2 separate regions of the Mus musculus genome follow, and region 2 is linked to region 1. Evidence: chromatin contacts called from public HiChIP or PLAC-seq data. All regions are on one chromosome and are shown on one strand. Each heading gives the region's core, a stretch centred on a gene start, on an enhancer-like site or on the middle of the called end of the contact. The rest is flanking DNA. Distances are from core to core; before and after follow the strand shown. Region 1 overlaps Gm6634 (predicted gene 6634). Region 2 overlaps Slitrk3 (SLIT and NTRK-like family, member 3).

The links. HiChIP or PLAC-seq counts read pairs in DNA pulled down with a chosen protein or histone mark.
Region 2: an H3K27ac HiChIP or PLAC-seq map of VIP interneurons shows a contact between it and region 1, with 8 times the contacts expected there. The contact joins two enhancer-like sites. A contact is called at or near these places in 5 of 39 promoter capture datasets (cranial neural crest, frontonasal cranial neural crest, hippocampal neurons and 2 more) and 6 of 115 datasets of contacts at active chromatin or transcription factors (SST interneurons, VIP interneurons, astrocytes and 3 more).

Annotation. Positions count from the first base shown.
Region 1 is chr3:70,801,109-70,803,754 of GRCm38.p6, reverse strand. The region is part of intron 1 of Gm6634 (predicted gene 6634); the gene reads left to right. Among named protein-coding and RNA genes, the nearest start is that of Gm6634, 4.9 kb to the left of the region's middle. Within about 2 kb of position 1,359, at least 38 of the 459 cell types and tissues checked have an H3K27ac peak or open chromatin away from gene starts, as enhancers often do. A contact at or near this core is called in VIP interneurons, where this site is marked.
Region 2 is chr3:73,045,096-73,047,741 of GRCm38.p6, reverse strand. Slitrk3 (SLIT and NTRK-like family, member 3) reads left to right here. Exons shown (of 2, transcript NM_001357851.1): 2 at 1-473. Among named protein-coding and RNA genes, the nearest start is that of Slitrk3, 11 kb to the left of the region's middle. Within about 2 kb of position 1,296, at least 3 of the 459 cell types and tissues checked have an H3K27ac peak or open chromatin away from gene starts, as enhancers often do. A contact at or near this core is called in VIP interneurons, where this site is marked.

The DNA.
Region 1 (2,646 bases), core at 110-2,609:
TAAACACTCTTTCAGATGTTTGATCCAAATACAGGAGAAATGAAACTATGCAACATAGTTTTATGCAGTCTTTCCCCTTCTCTTCCTCCCCATTCTCCCATTTCCTTTGTATCTATTTCAGTTCCTTGCATAAACTTGATGACTCACTAATGGCATCAGAAACGCATTCGAGTCTCTGGAGTGGAGCTTTCTAGCCTTGAATCTCGTGCTAATCTACCTTTGCACTGGGATTCCTGTGGGACGAATTCCTTGCTTCTCTGATGATCATTCTGCTTCTCTTCATACCCAAAAACCACATTGGGATTTCTAGTTTCTCCTGTCACCAGCATCCCACTCTCTCTTCCCCATTCCTTAGGCAAACACATATGTTTCTCAGGAGTCTGTATTTTACTCTAGGCCAAAATAATAAAGTGACATGTCTGTTCCTATTTTTTAATATAAAGACCATTTTATTGAAATAAACTCACAAACAGAAATGCCATATATGCGATTTAATGTAAATTAAGACACTTGCCCAGTCCTAAATATCTTCATGAACTTCTTTCTATATAGTTAGAATATCCATTCTGAAGCCATGAAACTTCAGGGCATTATCTCTCTCTCTCTCTCTCTCTCTCTCTCTCTCTCTCTCTCTCTCTCTCTCTCTCTCTCTCTATGTATGTGTATGTGTGTGTGTGTGTGTGTGTATGTGTGTGTGTATGTGTGTGTCTGTGCATGTCTGGGTGTGTCTGTGTTTTTTGTGTGTGTCTCTCTCTCTAATTAGTGCTCTTTCATTCTGTGCTCTCTCACTCCCTTGCTATCTTTCTCACTCTCTCGCTCTTACTCTTCTTTCTTTCTTCTGGCCCCACTCTCTCCATCTCCTCTCTCCTTCCTCTCTTCGTTCTACTCCATCTTCTTTCCAGATTTATTCCTCAAAACACTTACATGCTGAGTACTTTTTGGGTGATTTCAACATTATAAATGTATATGTCTAATCTCCAAATTATTGTATGTTGTTGCAATAATTTGTAGTCATCTTCTTTTAAATATGGATCTTTAACTAACACTAAAAGTGTTATTAATTCATAATTGCTTTATTTACTGTATCTTAATTCCAATATTTTAAATTGAAGTACAGCAATACAGAAACCACTGCATGTTTGAAATATCGCTTAATATACAGTGTTCTAAGCCTTATATTTTTAATTCAGAAGGATTTATTAGAATATGACAGGAGAAGAGAGAGGCGGGGGAGGAGAGAATATGATATTTGAAAGCGCTACCAGCAAACACCAAAAAAGTTCTGTTCTGACATCTGTGTTCCAGCCCCAGTCTCCAGATCTCTGCTGAATGAAACAAGGAAATCAGTGCTGCGACCATCTGTACCAATTAACTGAATGCAAATGTCCTTGCTGCAGCTGATGGCTGGGCTCTCTGCAGCACAGCAAAGTGCTTGGAAATTCTATTTGCCATTTTGTAAAATGAGATAGGAAATATTGATCAAGGCTATAACATATGAACCCATTCAATTCAAAGAACCTGAGAGAAATGAAAGCAACAAATACTTTCAACTAAAGGATAAAGTGGTTGATGGCATATCAGTTATGCATAACTGTGGACTGCTGTTACTTTCTTAATTACATAACTGGAGAAATCTCTTTATCTGAGGGCATCCAATGGGTTGGGTCAAAAACATTCATTGGTCACTTTGATGCATGATGTTTTATACCCACAATTCTATATTATGTCATAAAGGGCTCACCTTCCTCTTTGCACCAACAAACTTATAGTGAAAAAAGGAAAGGACATGCTTGCACTTAAGTGAAGGCAATAAATTTCCTAAGTATGTGTGATAGCTCTTGCTGGTTAATTACAATTTTACCTTATGGTATTTCCTGAGACCATATATTTCTGGGTTTATATTGACAAGAAAACCATGTTTTCTTATAGATTGAGAATTATTTATATTTATTTAAAATATACTTCACTTGGATATGGTGGGCTACTAGAAGGTTACAGAAGCCGATAAACCTTGTCACTAAGAGTCAATAAATCCAGTGCCTTTACAGATTAAAGTGATCCTTGTACCAGGGAGAGTACTGGCCCTTTAAAGCTGTTCTTCAGTTCCTCTGAAGTTATGAGGAGACCCCTTAGCCCATACACTCAGCCCACTGTCTAGGCAATATTTACCTGTGTCTGTAGTTCTGTAAGATTTATTTTTCCAGTGAAAACTTTCTATAGCAAACTAAGTAGGTTTTATCCATCAACAATCTGTCATATTCTAGGAAGGGGAAATGCAGCTTTCACACGATGGAGAGAGCATTCCTTACAATGCATTGCTACCCTGAAGAAAAATAAGCTAGGTTAAGTTTAGTTTGCTTCTCATATCAAACATTGCAGCAAAATCAGCAGGGAATTTGTGTCTGCAAGGACGCAGTTAAAGTGACAGATATAGATACTGCAGTCTGGTTTCTTTCTAATTGTTCTGTCATTCAAAGCATTTGTGGGAAGATTAATAAAGAAAAACACATGATACTTAAGAATGGGAAAGACAGAAATACAAAGTGAAAAGCCACCTATCCCCCAGTCAGCCGTTTCCTGCAGTATTGCCTTTGTGTCAGTGAATTTCAATATTGTGTTAAGTACAACTCTCTTGTACTGTAATAA
Region 2 (2,646 bases), core at 47-2,546, 2.2 Mb before region 1:
TTCGGGTTTGATCTATTTCTTCCTCTACATAGCTCCACGTGCCCTTCACTCCTAGTGTACAGCTCACGGCATCTCTCCTACCACCCTGGGAAAAGTCACATTCGAGGCTGGATCCTACTGAAGTCAAGGCTTGTTCGTTTAACAGCTGGAGACACACCTAGGGTTGAGCCACCCTCCTCGTGACATTTCATCTTGATGTCAAGATTTTTGAGAACATCTGCACTTTCTTATACATATATATATAAATATAAATATATGATATTAAAAAATAAAAAAGCAACTGGGTATATATCACTAACAGCTTTGTAGGAAGCACTTTTAATGTTTTCTCTCTCACACACAAAGATTCAAAGGAAATGTGCATATATTTATTCTGTAATTTCAGTGATTATAAATTGTAAAGGTAATGTTTAATCATTGTATAGTGATTATGCGTCTGGTATAGCTTTCCTAATAAAAAGTTTTTGAAAAACATAATACATTATATACAGAAGATACGAAGCTTGAACTTAAACTTCAGCTATGCCATGCTTTTCATACTCACATTTAAAGGATTTATTTTACTGGATATACAGAAAGCTAAATGATTAACAAGTTTGATGCACTGTGATATTGATAAATATTATTATTCCTTATCCATATCCCATATTAGGATTAAATTGGGGCTTGGATATTCTGATCCGTTTTTCATGGGTTGTAAATTTCAAATTCAGTTTCCCAGTGAGGCACTGTTACATAGGTGGGGTGTGACTGGGAGAAAACAAAGTGACCGGATGAGGAAATATAGGACTAATCTGGATGAGATAATCGAGCCTCTGTGGGTTTCAGACAGATGGCATGAAGGAACAGAGAAACGAAGTAGCTCTCTTTTAAATAAAAACAAGCACTAAAATTAGATCCAAGAGCAGCTTAGGTACCACCGCAAACTCCATGCTAAAACACAGCTCCAGAAAAGTCTAGGACTTCAAGTCAATGAATTGTAGAATATCTGTTTCCCGCTAAAGTTGTGAATTTTATGTTTGGACATTGTCTCCCCCCCCCCCCCGCCCCCCCCCCGCAACCACTCACAGTAAATGGACAGAGAAATGCTTGAGTTAAGAAGTTTGATTATGATTTAGTTTTATTTTTCTGTATGGCATTAAAAAGATGTTTCAAAGTTTCTTGAGGATACTTTAAGTTATGATCCATTTTCGTGTGAGCAAAACCAAAGAAAATTGAAATTTAGGACTCGTGAGGGATAAAGGCACTTATCCAGTTTGTCCAGTAGATGGCAGCAGAGCTCCAGCTATCTCCAGACAGTCACCAGAGAAGTGTGGAGTGAGGTTTGGGTTCCTTAAAGCTGCCCTTAGAAATGATCTTTACATGTTGAATGTAATTCACCATGAGTCGCTGAGGCCTTACATTCCACCATTTTCCCACAGTAAAGAAGAATACCATCAGTTTCTATATCTGTGTGGTATATGCATTCAGGTATTGAATTTATAAGATGGGGGGAAAAGTGAATGTCTAGAACTTGTTAATGCAACCATTAACTACATGCAACTATCAGTGTGGATGGATATACACAGATAAAACACACAAGTACATCAATATAAAAATGCACGTTTCAGGGATTCTTTGCATTTAATATAAGGCATATGTAATTTCAGTCCTCAACTATTCATTCTATCTTGGAGTTAATTTAGAAAGCCCATACAACTAATTACTGTCTCTTTATGTAACATGTCAAAGTGAAGTCCTCCATATTTAGTAGAGTTGAAGGCGTTATAAAACAGATGTCTTTTTTTTTGTATGCTTTCTATAGGTCACCATCGCTAGATATCTCATCTTTCAGGTTCTTTCTAACCATCCTTCCCTATTACTGATTTTTTTTTTAATAAAATGATATTACTGTTCTTAGAGGTTTTACAATCCGACTTGTGGAGTCACTTGAAACTACAGTGACTACTAACCTTCCAATTCTTCCTAATTAACCATTCTGGTGAACAGAAGAAATAAACGTAAAACTCTAGATCTTTCAAACACTAATAATGCCTTCCTAGAAAACCACCGAGTCACCCAACACAGTATATTAAACGTATCAGGTTAAATGTCACCCCTGGTGCTTTGGCATTGGAAAATAAGTCTTCATAAAGCTTATCGAAATAAAATATAACTTTATAATTGTAATACTTATAGCTTATTTATCAAATATTGAAGTAACACTGTCTTAAAATTCACCCTTGAATAATTAATAAATTCATTTATATAGTGAGAACAAATTTTTATGAGAATGAAATTTTATATTTAAGAGGACAATATTTTCCTTTCATGGATTTTTATATCCCCTGACTCAGTTACTTATTTTAATTTTGCACTAAAATTGAGTTAAAAATTTTTAGTTTATAATAACATATTATTTCCATTAAATCCCACTAATCTTATCATAAGTATGAATTAGCATCTGCTTCATTTTTCTTATTGAAGGAAATTACTTTTTTTTTTTTACAAAATAAATAACTAATTCCCTTCATAGAAATGCTCTGCTGTTGAGATCGACAAAGATCACATATATTTGCTTCTCTTCACTATTTTTTATTATTAATTAAAATGGTAGTGTTTGGAAATTGCAAATTCATTGTGGTGTCCCTTCAACTCTGACATGAT